Regions from separate parts of the Mus musculus genome. Here region 2 is linked to region 1. A link is a contact called in public ChIA-PET data. All regions are on one chromosome and are shown on one strand. The core of a region is the stretch at or near the end of the contact, and the rest is flanking DNA. Distances in the headings are between cores, read along the strand shown.

Region 1 (7,816 bases), core at 2,470-4,969:
AGATGGCCTAGTCGGCCATCACTGGAAAGAGAGGCCCATTGGACACGCAAACTTTATATGCCCCAGTACAGGGGAACGCCAGGGCCATAAAAGGGGAGTGGGTGGGTAGGGGAGAAGGGGTGGGTGGCTATGGGGGACTTTTGGTATAGCATTGCAAATGTAAATGAGCGAAATACCTAATAAAAAATGGAAAAAAAAAAAAAAAGAAAAAAAAAAAAAAAAGATGGCCTAGTCGGCCATCACTGGAAAGAGAGGCCCATTGGACTTGCAAACTTTATATGCCCCAGTACAGGGGAACGCCAGGGCCAAAAAAAATGGGAGTGGGTGGGTAGGGGAGTGGGGGGGGAGGGTATGGGGGACTTTTGGGATAGCATTGGAAATGTAATTGAGGAAAATATGTAATAAATAAATAAATAAATGAATAAAAAAAAAAAAAAAAAAAAAGATTTACTTATTTCATTTTATTAACATGAGAATTCTGCCTGTCTGTATGTAACTGCACCATGCGCATGCCCATTCCCATTAAAGGGAAAAAAATAGCACTGGATCCTCTCAGGCTGGAGTTACTAAAAAATTTAAGTCACTATGTGGGTGCCAATAGTCAAACTTTGCCTGCATGAGCAACCAGTGCTCTTAGCCACTGGACCAACTCTCCAGTTCTACCTATCAGAGATTTTTCAAGTCTTAAGTATTCAAGGACTTTCTATCCTGATGGAAATATCTTATTGAGAAAGGAGAACCTGCTGTAGGAGACAGGGGACTGAGGTGTAGGATCCCATTGTTCTGGGCATCAGAAAAGGCCTCATCTTGAGCACTGAGAAGGGAGATTTTCTTTAACAGAATGGAAGGGAAGAGCACAGGAGAGATTATTGGGGAGCAGCAATGAAGGGATTCAATTTAGCATGCGAGGGTGGCTTTGCTAAAAAGGAGTTCTGCTGTCCATTGTTATAATTGGGAATAAGAATTAAGAAAATGTGACAGACACAGTCAAACATTTGGCTGGTACACAGCATGCCACTCACCGTGATTCTGTCCTGCCAGACGGTTCATCAAATAGGACTTCCCTGTACGGTACAATCCAACAATAGCCACGACTACCACTGGCTGAGAAATCTTCTCCAGAATCTCTATGGCTTCATGGTTCACGGACAGATGTTCATTGTGGTTTTCCACAAGACAAATGGGAGCCATTTGTGGTTGGGTCATAGCAACCTGCCAACGTAGATGAATCTATAATAGGAGAAAGAGAGTAAAGTCATTCTCTGCCTCACTGACACCCAATGGCTCAGCAGCTAAGACCAGTTGGTGACCTTTGTAGGTTTCCTGTTGGCATTGTGTAGCTTCATCTGGCAGCATGTATCCTTGAATCTGCAGTCCAGATGGCCTCCTTCTCTTCATTATTCTTCAAAGTTCTAAAGAAGCATTTGTAACAAATGGGCTGCTCTCATCTATAAAGCTTTAATTCAGTATAATAAAATCTAAACCATAGTGATATTCATCAAGGTCAACCCAGCAAACAACCAGCAAAGTGGCAGACTAGTAGTCTCACAGGCCTTGGTATATCCATGAATAGATTTCTATATGGCTGAAAATATGTAGAAACTGTGAGCAATACCAATTAATTACACTGAGATGTACAGCTGAATAAAAGGTGGGAATTACATGTGTCCTTGTTAGACTTTTTAGTGCCTACCTGCACCCTACCTGACACAGGTCCTGTCTGCAGGAAGCAACACAGAGCTTAATTGCAACAGGCTAACCTGGGGCTAACCTGATCTCAGTTTTACCTAACTTGTGTTTCAAGTAAAGATTATTTCTTGAACATGAAAATAAAACCTCAACATGAGCAAATAAATAGAGAAAACAGACTTTGTAAGATTAAGAACCGTTGTGCACCAGAGCATTCTATAAAGAAAGTAAAAGGGCAACTCAAGAATGGGTGAAGACGACCTGTAAATCACATGTGTAATAAAGTTCCTTTACAACTCATCATAGACAAGTCAGTTCTAAACTGAGAAAATTGCTGAGGAGATGGATATATCTGCAGAAAAGGCCTGCAAACATCCAAGAGCACACAAGATAATATTCAATATTGCTAATCATCTGGCACAAGAGAACTATAGAAGTTAAGAAAAAATTATTTGAAAAAGATGCAGTGTACAAACAGGGAAGTACCATAGTGAATGGTTTAGTGTCTTTAGTTCCTAGGATAGAATGTCAATCAGGCTATATTAGGGAAACATTGGATGCAAAATAAACTTTTCTTTACATGATTTCTGCTTTGCCAGGCTGGAGAACCTGGTGTCAGAGTCTAGAGTCACATGATCGTGTGTGATTTGGCTTCTTATAACTCACTGAGGCTGAGGTTTGCTTTGGGCTAACATATATATCATTTGAAATTAATTGCTTAGTTTTGCTGATGTTTGCATCAGCACGGACTAGGTTATTTTAAGAGCTACATGATATTGTTCCTCAATAATTCTTCAGACCCTGTGACAAACATTGAGGAAGTCCCAATCAAACCACAAGGCATCACTTCATACTCATCAGGATAGCTACCACACAATGCAAAAATGAATACATGTCACCTGGAATTTAAACAACTCAGGTGTCTGTACTCTGCAGCTAAAAACACAGAATATTCCCTCAGGGAAAACAGTCATGGCTTCTGAGAAAATGAATAGTTTCATATGATCTAACAACTCTTATTTGATTACAACACAAACAAACTAGCAAACAAGGACTTGGATGGACCTTTGATCTGTGTTGTTCATCGCAGTTGTGTTTACAATACCCACAATGTGGAAACAGCCCAGTCTCCCATCAACAGATCACCAATAGATGCATACATTAACACAGTCTGATAGCACACACAATAGAATATTCTTCAGCCAGAGAAGGGAATACAATTAATTACTTTACCCAACTTCATAGACCTTCATAGACTTAAAGCCAGCCACAGACCCCTGCAGGCCAGACAACACATAACCTGCCTCCCCTGCCCTCAGTCCCAGATAAGCAAGAGGACATTATGCCAAGGGCAGAGAATGTGTACAATCCCCAGAAGTCACTTGATTCCACAAGACAGTCTCTCTGCAGCTTAGACCCATTAATGAGATAAGAAGAGCAGCCCAAACAAAATGCATAGAGCCCATGGGATCTCTATATCTCCCCCACCCCCTCCAAAAAAAGAAAACAAAACAAAACAAAAACTAAATATCAAGAGACAACTTTGCTATCTACTTACTAAACTTAATAAAAAGTACGTCAGGAAGAAACTAAGTTTATGTCCAAATAGATGTTTGCCAAGCCCTTTTGCTGAATTTTCTTCACAAGGTTCCTCCACAGAAAGACATTCATCTGGCTGTGAACCAGGGCAGGAGCTGTAGCTGTGGTCCCAGCTGAGGCAGGACCAGGGCTCTTCCCACAGCTTCACCAACAGAGCAGGGCAGCCAGGAGTGTCAGGCTGCCACTTTGTATCTGTCCTTTGTCAGAGGAAAGAAACTCACCTCCTAGACCTAAAGCCAGCCACAGCCCCCTGCAGACCAGAGAGCACAGAACCCGCCTCCCTTCCCCCTCCCTCAGTTGCCACTTTGACTTGGAAATCAAGCTGGGGTCCAGACTAAGTTGCTCCTTAAAGAAAGGAAAAGTAAATATACCTGGTCCCACAGCACAGGTCCAAGTGCAGTTCTCAGCTGCTGCTGCCTCCTCAGGCTCACTTCTGCTCTCCTCACTTCCTGCTCTCTTTGCTCCTCCTTTATGTGAGCTGACCACACACACACACACACACACACACACACACACACACACACACACACACACACACTCACACAGGCAGCAGCAAAAACAAAATTGAAAGTAAAGTAAACCAAGGCATTGTTAACTTGCCCAAGACTGGAAGGGGAGGTCAGAGGATGCTTAGTGTCAGAAAAAGCCAGTGAGAAACTGTGTTGCAGCCAAGGGACAGCAGGCCTCCACTGTGGAAAGAGTTTACATTCTCTTTCTTTGGAACCCATCTCCAGTTTCCTCCAGCCTTCTAGGCACAGATAAAGCACAGTAAACCCAGGGCCCCATCAGTGGAAATGACACAATCTGGGAGGATTGCAAGTGTGCTTCTCTCAGGGGAAATTCCAGGTGCTTCTTGAGCGAAGAGCTTTAATGTTTTAAACCTGTGTTTTCTAAAACAGGAACCATCACTGTTGCCATTTCTTCTGGACTCTGCCCCACAGTTACCTGGCAACAGCCAGGTGGACATGACTCACTATAAAAAGGGCTGCTTGTCCACTCTGCCCCCCCCCCCTCAATCTCTCTCCCTGAAATCTTCCTCTCTTCCTTTCTTACCCTCTTTCTTCTCCATTCCTCTCCCTGCTTCCTCCCTTCCTTTTTCTCTGTCTCTACTACCCTCTCAAATCCCCTCTTCATGTCTAAAATAAACTCTATTCTATACTATACAATTGTGTGGCTGGTACTTCAGGAGGACAGGATTCCTCAGCATGTGCCCTCTGAGACACCACCTACCACCTCAACATACCACGCCTCCACCACACATATCCCTGGCTTCTTTTTCTTTTTCAGAAAACACAACAGTTGATCTAAAAACTGATTTTAAAGAAGTAATTAAAGAATAGTAAGTAGGAGTTGTGTTCAGGGTAGAAGCTAAGAAAACTCACTTCTGAGATGGAAGCTTAAAAATGAAAGCTTTATTTTCTGAGCCCTTAGGAAGGCAGCCAGTTTGGGATCTGAACTTTGTCTCTGATGGGAGATTGAACACCATTTGTAAAGGATGAAACACAAAGCGGGGGGGGGGGGGGCAGGGAGCTGCAGAGCGATCCATTGTGATTTCACAGGAAGGATTAAACAAGGGAGTACCCCTCAGAGACTGGGCCATATCCAGGCACCTAGCTTCAGGGTCCTTAATTTACTCTCCTAGACATTTGGTGCAGAACTCAGAGTGATAAAGGGACAAAGGAGCAGGTCAGCAGCATGGAGGTAAACTGGTACCTTAATTCTACTTCAGTGAACTCTCCCCCTATTCATCTGTTGGGTCCACATGGCCACCCATTTGCAGGCCCAGGTAGAACACACACAGAGTCCACACCAGGACTGGGAAGAAGTTCATGTCAGCAGGTTCTTGGATTCCACTAAGGCCAGGGGAGTCTCTGGTCTGGAACAGAGCAGGGATGTGTCCAGTTCTTGTCAGTTGAGTGGCACTGCTGAGACAGGATTGAGGGGAGCAGCAGGAGCAGGGCTCTCTCTAACACTTGCTAAAGCCTTTTGTTCACTTCAGCACTCAACTGAATCTACAAAACATCAGGATAAACCTGTGTGTTCCTTTCCCTGTGTTTCTCTTCTGTATTATATTGAGAAAGAGAGAGACATGTGTTTGTGTGTGTGTGTGCACATATGTGTGTGTGGGTATTTGTGTTTGCACATGTGTGTGTGAGCCTGCGTAAGTGCACCTCTGCATATTTGCTGATGTCTGCAGTTGACATTGGGTGTCTTCCTCTATTGCTCTCTGATTTTTTGGTTTTTTTGAAATATCTTTTACAGAATCAGGACCTCACTGCTTTGCTATACTAGCTGACTAGTGAGCCTCAGGGCTTTGCTGTCTCTGACCTCACCCCAGCCTTGGGATTAAGAGCGCACATTGCCATGCCCAGCTTTTCACTGCAGATCCAAATTAACACCCTCATGCATGCATAACAAACAGTTCATGAATAAGGCATCTCCTTAGGCCCTGAATTTGAATTTTTTTTTTGGTTGAGAACTAGAATATTTTTATTTGTAAAATATTCTTAATGTATTGGGAAACAATTTATTCTATTCTGCCTTAAGGTTCTTTTTTTTTTCCTATGCTATTTTTTATTAGATATTTTCTTCATTTACATTTCAAATGCTATTCCCAAAGTCCCCTATACCTTCCCTCCATCCTGCCCTGCTCCTCAATCCACCCACTCCCGCTTCCTGGCCCTGGTATTCCCCTGTACTGTGGCATATGGTCTTCGCAATATCCCAAGAGCCTTTCCTCCCATTGATGGCTGACTAGGCCATCCTCTGCTACATATGCAACTAGAGACATAGTTCTGGGAGGTACTTTTTAGTTCATATTGTTGTTCCTTCTATAGGTTTGCAGACCCCTTTAGTTCCTTGGAGACTTTCTCTACCTCCTTCATCAGGGGCTCTGTGTTCCATCCAATAGATGACTGTGAGCATCCACTTCTGTATTTGCCAGGCATTGGCATAGCCTCACAAGAGAGATCTATAACAGGGTTCTGTCACCAAAACCTTTCTGGCATACACAATAGTGTCTGGGTTTCATGGTTGTATATGGGATGGATCCCTGGTTGGGGCAGTCTCTGGATGGTCCTCCCTTCCTTCTCTGCTCTGAACTTTGTCTCTGTAACTCCTTCCGTGGGTATTGTGTTCCCCATTCTAAGGAGGAACAAAGTATCCACACTTTGGTCTTCCTTCTTCTTGAGTTTCATGAGTTTTGCAAATTGTATCTTGGGTATTCTAAGTTTCTAGGCTAATATCCACTTATCAGTGAGTGCATATCCTGTGTGTTCTTTTGTGATAGGGTTACCTCACTCAGGATAATATCCTCCAGATCCATCCATTTGCCTAAGAATTTCATGAATTCATTGTTTTTAACAGCTGAGTAATACTCCACTGTGTAAATGTACCACATTTTCTGTATCCATTCCTCTGTTGAGGGAAATTTTTATGAGTCCATAAGGTGTCATAGATGTACAGGCAGCTTGCGCTGTCTAGTGAGCTGCTTTGGAGAGGGCTTGGCAAGGGTGCCAACAGTTATTCTCATACTGAGCTGTGTTTGTTTCTGATAAATTCTGGAAACTCCCTTCTCCTCCCAGCTCTCTCATACTCAGAGAACCTTAACCATGGGATCCAACAAGGCTTTCAGAACTACAAAGCAAACAGAAACCTCAAAAGAAGTTGAGTCTACACAGTTAAGGAGATTTCTATAAGGTTGTCAGATGGAAGGCTTGGATGTCCCTTCCAGACTTTCACAGAAATAGCTCATTGTTGCAGAAAGAGAATCTTTCACTTTTATTTTTTAATTGTTTCAGGCATAGTTTATTTTATCCCTTTTGTAATAAGGTGATATATTCTTTGGTTTGAAAGCAGATACTGATGTGTTTTATAAAGCCAAGGACATGTTTTATAGAGCAAGGTATGATATGGTGGGAAGGGGTACCTCAGCAGGCCCATGCTGAGGCATCCCTCCATGTTGTGATTATAAAAAGATGAAGATAAAAAAAACTCTGTTCTCTGGGGTATGGTGAGGTGTGGGGGAAGGGGATTTCTCAGGGAGCCCATGCTGAGACATCCCTTCCCCCAGAGGGACCAGCCACAGGACAGTATAGTAGAGTTGTTTCTGGTCATGGGAAGGTGGTTAAGAGGGTAGTAGAGACAGAGAAAAGCAGAGAGAAGGGGATAGTAGAGAAATAGAGGCTGGTCATGTCCATAGGGGGTGGGGGGAGAAGAGTCTAAGAGGGCAAGAAAGAAATAAGCAGGAAACAGGAGAAAGAGAGTAAGAGAGACAGAAGAGGGGGAAAACAGCTGGAAACTGGTAACTGTGGGGAAGACTATACCAAGAGGAAGGAGAGTGGGTCATGCTTTCTGGTTGTGGACCAAGACAGCAGGGAAGACCAACAGTGGAAGTCTATAAGCTCCAAATCGGGGAGGTATGTTTCTTCAGAGAGAGAGAAGGAGCATGCCTAGCACCTCACATCAGGACAGCAGGCTGGCGATTTGGACTGGTACCCAAGAAAAGAAAAATCAAGGGAAACAAGAG
Region 2 (7,816 bases), core at 3,510-6,009, 190 kb after region 1:
ATAGAGCCAAGATGACCAACAAGACTTTTCAAAAAAGGAAGGAAGGAAGGAAGGAAGGAAGAAAGGAAGGAAGGAAGGAAGGAAGGAAGGAAGGAAGGAAGGAAGGAAGGAAGGGAAGAAGGGAAGAAGGGAAGAAGGGAAGAAGGGAAGAAGGGAAGAAGGGAAGAAGGGAAGAAGGGAAGAAGGGAAGAAGGGAAGAAGGGAAGAAGGGAAGAAGGGAAGAAGGGAAGAAGGAAAGAAGGAAAGAAGAAAAGAAGAAAAGAAGAAAAGAAGGAAAAGGGAAGGGGGAGGGCAGGGGAGGGGAGAGAAGGGAAGGGGAAAGAAGAGAAGGGAAGAGAAAGCGAACAACAACAACAACAGCAACAAAACACACACACACACACAACAATAACAAAAAACCCAAAGGTATTTTTGCAAATGTTGGGAAACCAGCATGGGCTCCAAGACAAAGACACATACAAAAAATAGAAAAAGGAAATAGTTTTGATAGTTTTTGCACCCAGAATGATTAAGACAGAAGTGTGCTGCTATAAAGGGTATAAAGTCCTTTTTGAAGTTTTTTCAAGACTTATTTATTTCTAAGAAAAGTATTCGTAAGATTTACAAATTTCATTTAATGAATATGAGAATTTTGCCAGTGTGTATATGAGTGTACCGTGAGCATGGCTGGTGCCTATTGTAGCCAAAAAAAGAGCATCAGTTCCTCTCAGGTTGGACTTTCTAAAAAAATATAAGTCACCATGTGGGTGTGCAGACCCAAACCTTGCCTGCATGAGCAATCAGAGCTCTTAGCCACTGGACCAACTCTCCATCTCTACCTGTCAGAGATTTTTAAAGTCGTAAGTATTCAAGGACTTTCTATCCTGATGTAAATATCTTACTGAGAAAGGAGAGCCTGCTGTAGGAGACAGGGGACTGAGGCGCAGGATCCCATTGTTCTGGGCATCAGAAAAGGCCTCATCTTGAGCACTCAGAGGGGAGATTTTCTTCAACAGAATGGAAGGGAAGAGCACAGGAGAGATTATTGGGGAGCAGCAATAAAGGGATTCAATTTAGCATGAGAGGGTGGCTTTGCTAAAAAGAAGTTCTGCTGTCCATTGTTATAATTGGGAATACAAATTAAGGAAAAGTGATAGACACAGTCAAACCTTTGGCTGGTAGGCAGCATGCCACTCACCGTGATTCTGTCCCGCCAGACAGTTCATCAAATAGGACTTCCCAGTACGGGACCATCCAACAATAGCCACGACTACCACTGGCTGAGAAATCTTGTCCAGAATCTCTATGGCTTCCTGGTTCACTGACAGCTGTTCATTGTGGTTTTCCACAAGGCAAATGGGAGCCATTTGTGGTTGGGTCATAGCAACCTGCCAACGTAGATGAATCTATAATAGGAGAAAGAGAGTAAAGTCATTCTCTGCCTCACTGACACCCAATGGCTCAGCAGCTAAGACCAGTTGGTGACCTTTGTAGGTTTCCTGTTGGCAGTGCGTAGCCTCAAATGGCAGCATGTAACCTCGAATCTGCAGTACAGAGGGCCTGCTTCTCTTTCTTCATTATTCTTCAAAGTTCTAAAGAAGCTTTAATAACACATGGGCTGCTCTCATCTATAAAGTTTTGCTTCAATGGAATAAAATCCAAAAAATAATGACCTTAAGCAAGGTCACTGCATGCTATATGCTAAGCCCTGTAATGAGCACCCTTAGTATGTGACCTCAAAAACCTTTAAGTCCTTACATGTTATGGATTATTCTACCATGCTGCTAATGAGAAAAGCAAGTTGTCAAAACCAGAACAGCACAGCAAAATGGCAGCCTAGTTAGCTCTAGGCCCTTGGTATCTCCATGAATAGATTTTAAGATGGCTAAAAATATGTAGAAACTGTGAACAGTTCCCAAGAATTACATGAACACTGAGATGTGCAGCTGACTAAAGGGTGGGAATTACATGAGTCCTTGTTTGACTTTTTACTGCCTACCTGCACCCCACCTGACACAGGTTCTGACTGCAGGAAGCAATGCAGACCTTAACTACAGCAGGCTAACCTGGGGCTAACCTGGTTTCAGTCTTACCTAACTTGTGTTTCAAGTAGGGATTATTTCTTGAACATGAAAACAAAATCTCAACATGAGCAAATAAATAGAAAAAAATCCACTTTGTAAAGTTAAGAAATTCGTGCACCCACAATATGTACTCACTGATAAGTGGATACTAGCCCAAAACCTAGGATACCCACGATATAAGATACAATTTCCTAAACACATGAAACTCAAGAAAAATGAAGACTGAAGTGTGGACACTATGCCCCTCCTTAGAAGTGGGAACAAAACACCCATGGAAGGAGTTACAGAAACAAAGTATGGAGCTGAGATGAAAGGATGGACCATGTAGAGACTGCCATATCCAGGGATCCACCCCATAATCAGCTTCCAAATGCTGACACCATTGCATACACTAGCAAGATTTTACTGAAAGGACCCAGATGTAGCTGTCTCTTGTGAGACTATGCCGGGGCCTAGCAAACACAGAAGTGGATGCTCACAGTCAGCTAATGGATGGATCACAGGGCTCCCAATGGAGGAGCTAGAGAAAGTACCCAAGGAGCTAAAGGGATCTTCAACCCTATAGGTGGAACAACATTATGAACTAACCAGTACCCCTGAGCTCTTGACTCTAGCTGCATATGTATCAAAAGATGGCCTAGTCGGCCATCACTGGAAAGAGAGGCCCATTGGACACGCAGACTTTGTGTGCCCCGGTACAGGGGAACGCCAGGGCCAAAGGGGGGGAGTGGGTGGGTAGGGGAGTGGGGGTGGGTGGGTAAGGGGGAGTTTTGGTATAGCATTGGAAATGTAAATGAGCTAAATACCTAATAAAAAATGGAAAAAAAAAAAAAAGAAATTCGTGCACCAGAGCATTCTATACAGCGTGTAAAAAGGCAACCCAAGAATGGGTGACGAAGACCTGTAGTAAATCACATGTGTGATAAAGGGTTACTATCTGAAACAAAGTGGCTCTACAATTCATCACAGACACCTCAGTTCTAAACTGAGAAAAGCACTGGGTTGAAATTTCTGCAGAGAAGGCTTACAAATGTCCATGAGCACACAAGATAGTACTCAATATTACAAATCACCTTGTATGAGAAAACTATAAAATTTTTAAATAAACTTACTTGAAAAAGATGTAATGTCCAAATTGGGATGTACCAGAGTGAAAGGTGAAATGTCTCTGTTCCCAGGACAGAATGGCAATCAGGTTTTATTAGGGAAACATGGATGCAAAATGAAGAAACTTTTCGTTACACTATTTCTGTTTTGCCATGCTGAGGGACATGGTGTAAGAGTCTAGAGTCACATGATCATGTGTGATTTGGCTTCTTAGAGCTCACTGAGGATGAGGCTTGCTTTGGGTTAACATACATATTTATTTGAAATTGTTTGCTTAGTCTTGCTGATGTTTGCAGTTTAAGCATAAATGAAGTTATTTTAAGAGCTACTTGGTTTTGTTGCTCAATAATTCTTCAGACCCAGTGTTCATTATAACGTGGCTTTGAAAAACAGTTGGGAAGTGCCAATCAAACCACAAGGCATCACTTCATACACACAAGGACAGCTACCACACAAGGCAAAAACAAATACATGTAACCTGGAATTTAAACATCTCATATGTCTATACTCCGCAGCTAAGAACACAAAATATTACCTCACAGGAAACAGTCCTGGCTTCTGAGAAAATATATAGTTATGTTTGACCTAAAAGCTCTCCTTTGATTACAACACAAACAAACTAGAAAACAAGGACTTGGATGAACCTTTGAGCTGTATTGATCATGGTAGCTGTATTTACAATACCCACAATGTGGACACAGCCCAGTCTCCCACCAACAGATCACCAACAGATGCATACATTAACACAGTCTGATAGCATGCAAATTAGAATATTATTCAGCAAGAAAAAGGAATACAATTCTACTGCACACTTCTTTATAGAACTTCATAGACTTGAGGCTATCCATGAATCCCTGCAGACCAGACAACACATAACCTACCTCCCCTGCCCTGCCCTCAGTCCCAGATGAGCATGAGGACATTATGCCAAGGAAGGAGAATGTGCAGAATCCTAAGAAGTTAGATACAGGTGATGTCACTTAACTCCAGAAACCAGGCTCTCTGCAACTTAGTTCCATGTATGAGATAATACTAGCAGCCCAAACAAAATGCACATAGCACTACGTGATCTCTACATCTCACATACAACATAAACATCAAGAGAGAACTGGACTATCTTCTTACACTTAATACGAAGTCAGTGAGGTAGGAACTAAGTTATTTCCAGATAGAGGTTTGCCAAGCTCTTGTGCTGAATCTTCCTCACACGGTTCCTCCACAGAAAGACTTTCCTCTGCCTACAGCTGCCTGTGAACCAGGGAAGGAGCTGTTGCTGTGGTCCCAGCTGAGGCAGGACCAGGGCACTTCCCACAGCTTCACCAACAGAGCAGGGCAGCCAGCAGTGTCAGGCTACAACTTTGTATCTGTCCTTTATCAGAGGAAAGAAACTGACCTCCTAGACCTAAAGCCAGCCTCAGCCCCCTGTAGACCAGAGAGCACAGAACCTACCTCCCTTCCCCTTCCCCCAGGTGCCACTTTGAATTGGAAATCAACCTGAGATCCAGACTAAGTTGCTCCTAAAATATACCTGGTCCCCACAGTACAGGTCCAAGTGCAGTTTTCAGCTGCTTCTCTCTCCTAGGAATCACCTCTGCTCTCCTCCCTCCTGCTCTCTTTGCTCCTCTTTTATGTGAGCACACACACACACACACACACACACACACACACACACACACACACACACACACACAGTGGAAAGAAATCACATGCTGCAGCAGAAACAAAACTGAAAATAAAGTAGAATAAGGCCAATGGTAACTTAGCCAAGGCTGGGGGGTTGAGAGGGAGGTCAGAGGTTCCTGGCTGTCAGAAAAGTCAGTGTGATACTCTGTTGCAGCCAAAAGACAGCAGGCCTCCACTGTGGACAGTGTTTACTTTCTCTTTCCTTTGAACCCATCTCCAGTTTCCTCCAGCCTTCTTGGCACAGATAAAGCACAGTAAACCCAGGTCCCCATCAGTGGAAATGACACAATCTGGGAGGATTGCAAGTGTGCTTCTCTCAGGGGAAATCCCTGGTGCTTCCTGATCAAAGAGCTTTAATGTTTGAACCATGTGTTTTCTAAAACAGGAACCATCACTGTTGCCATTTCTTCTGGGCTGCCCCACAGTTACCTGGCAACAGCCAGGTGGGTCTGACTTACAATAAAAGGGACTGCTTGTCCATCCCCCCCCTCCACTCTTTCTCTCTAATAGTCCTCTCTTACTTTCTTACCCTCTTTCTTCTCATTCCCTCCTTCTCCTTCCTCCCCCACTCTCTGTCCCTCTTTCTCTGTATCTACAACCCCCTCAACTCCCCTCTCCAGATCTTAAATACACTCTATTCTATACTATACAACTGTGTGGCTGGTACCTCAGGAGGAGGAAGGGATGCTTCAGCACTGGCCCTCTGAGGCACCCCCTTCCACTTCACCATACCACGCCTCTACCACACATGTCCCTGACTTCTTTTTTTTTATTCAAAAAACACAGCAGTCAATCTAAAAACTGTTTTTTCAAAGAAGTAATTTAAGAATAGTAAGTAGGAATTGTGTTCAAGATAGAAGCTAAGAAAACTCACTTCAGAGATGGGACCTTAAAAATGAAAGCTTTATTTTCTGAGCCCTTAGGGAGGCAGCCAGTTTGGGATCTGAACTTTGTTCCAGATGGGAGATTGAACACCATTTGTAAAGCATGAAACACAAAGTGCAAGGGGAGCTGCAAGTTAGCCATTGTGTTTTCACCTGAAGGATTAAACAAGGGAGGTCCCTTGGAGACTGTATTGGCATCAGAACATCCCAAAACTATGACATCACATAGATGACAGCAAGACCTGCAACCTGCAGACTATTTGCCAAGACAACAGGCACCATATTCCCAGCATCCACTTGGCTAACTCCCACCTTTACCTGTGTTAAATCATTTTCCATATAAATGAGGGAGAACGGCCCTTCCTCACTCTCTCTCCCCCTTTTCTCCTTCTGACACGACCTTGTCTCCCCCTTCCAATACAACCACTTCCACGTTGAACTGCCTTGGCCTAGTGTGCTGTTGAGATGAGACCCGCCATTCTAACACATCATTTGGTGCCAAAACCTGGGAAAACTCAGAGGTTAAGGGAACATCCGCTGCAGAGCACAGCAGCAGGAGGACCCTGGTGGAGGTGTTGGACCATGGCCAAGTGGGCCAGCAAATGGCAGCTGGCTGAGGTTGCTGTAAGAGCCTCAATGCTCAGAGCAGCTGTGACCACCAGCAGTGGACTGAGCCAGAATTCTACCCCCTGCTGAGCCCAGCTGCCAACACTGCCTCTTCCAACACGATATCTGCTGGTACTTCAACCATGAAAGCTGTGCCCTCCTGGTTCATCTTGCAGGCCTGGCTTCCACACTTCTAATTACCAGTTCGCTAAAATTCTCACAGACACTGGCATATTAATTGGTAGGATCGCTTGGCTGGAGGGCCTCTAATTTCTCAGATAGGGCCTCACCAGCCTTTTCTGGGAACTAAGAGGTTGGCATTTTACAGTCACGCCTCCAGCTGACATACAAGTTAAGACATCAACTGTTTGGGTGACCAACCACCCCCCCCAAAAAGCTGCTCTCATCCTCCTCACCCACCCCCCACCCCCCAACCCCCCCCCCCCGGGGCTCTTGCAGCCGCTTAAAATCCCTGGATCCAGAGTAGGGCACTTTCCACAGTAAGCCCAGGGCTATTAGAAGCCCCCATTACAACTTGGACATCTAGCCTGGCTGATTTCTTTTTTGGTTTCTGGATTGTTCTCGGGACACTGGTAGGAATACTCCAGTAACCCCCAAATGCATAATAAGATGTCTTCAAATGTACCCGCAGGAACCCCACTGGGATGTCTCCTGGTGCTGCAGACTATCCCGATCTTTCTTGGGTCTCCTATCTGCGCAGAACGGGTCTCTAGTTGCAGATGGGCAAAGGAGTTGGCGAATGACAAACAATAAGACAGGAGAGAGCATGTTGAATTTGAGTGTAATTTTTCAAATCAATCATCAAACTTTTTATACAGAAGAGTAACAAGAAACCAGGTGAGACACATCCACTGAGTTACAGTGACACAATACAAAAGGAATGTATACATCAAAAGATGGCAGGGACAAGGTCGCCTTTACCACTAAGGTGGGAGCCAACTGTAATGCTAGACTATTGTTAAGCCCACCACCAGAGGTTCTTAGTAAATGCCTGATTTATGCTGTTTCTTTGGGCCTGGTGAGGAAACCTGTCTCAGGGGGATTCCCTAACTCTTTCATGGTAAACCCACCTATTCACTAGGCCATTGTGTATTCCCTTGTTTGGGTGAGACTGGCTACTGTCATAAGTAATCACTCTGCAGACTAGCCCTGAACTATTCTAGCTCCGTTCTTTGTAATGCCTAATTAGTTTCACCATCTCTACTAGAAATAAATTTAAATGTTACTGAATAGGTAACATTCTTACTGAATTCCTGCTGAATTCCAAGCTCATTGGCTTCAAGGATTTTCTAGGACATTGGAACTCTGATGGAGGCTCACCTATGTTAAAATTCAATCTTTGAAGGATCTTATAATAAAACAATACTGAAAGAGAGCATACACCATAGTAACACAGGGATAGAGTTTGAGTATATGGGTTATGAGAATGCCAAGGTTCCAGGAGGCTGAGTT

What was found. ChIA-PET counts read pairs in DNA pulled down with a chosen protein or histone mark.
Region 2: a contact with region 1 is called in an RNA polymerase II ChIA-PET map of memory CD8 T cells, with 25 read pairs. The contact joins the promoter of Gbp10 here to the promoter of Gbp8 in region 1. A contact is called at or near these places in 2 of 115 datasets of contacts at active chromatin or transcription factors (effector CD8 T cells and memory CD8 T cells) and 1 of 9 other capture datasets (liver).

What each region holds. Positions count from the first base shown.
Region 1 is chr5:105,049,842-105,057,657 of GRCm38.p6, forward strand. It overlaps Gbp8 (guanylate-binding protein 8), which reads right to left and starts at 3,720. Exons shown (of 10, transcript NM_029509.4): 1 at 3,660-3,720; 2 at 1,023-1,230. The coding sequence starts at 1,206.
Region 2 is chr5:105,234,774-105,242,589 of GRCm38.p6, forward strand. Gbp10 (guanylate-binding protein 10) reads right to left here and starts at 4,760. Exons shown (of 11, transcript NM_001039646.2): 1 at 4,699-4,760; 2 at 1,178-1,385. The coding sequence starts at 1,361.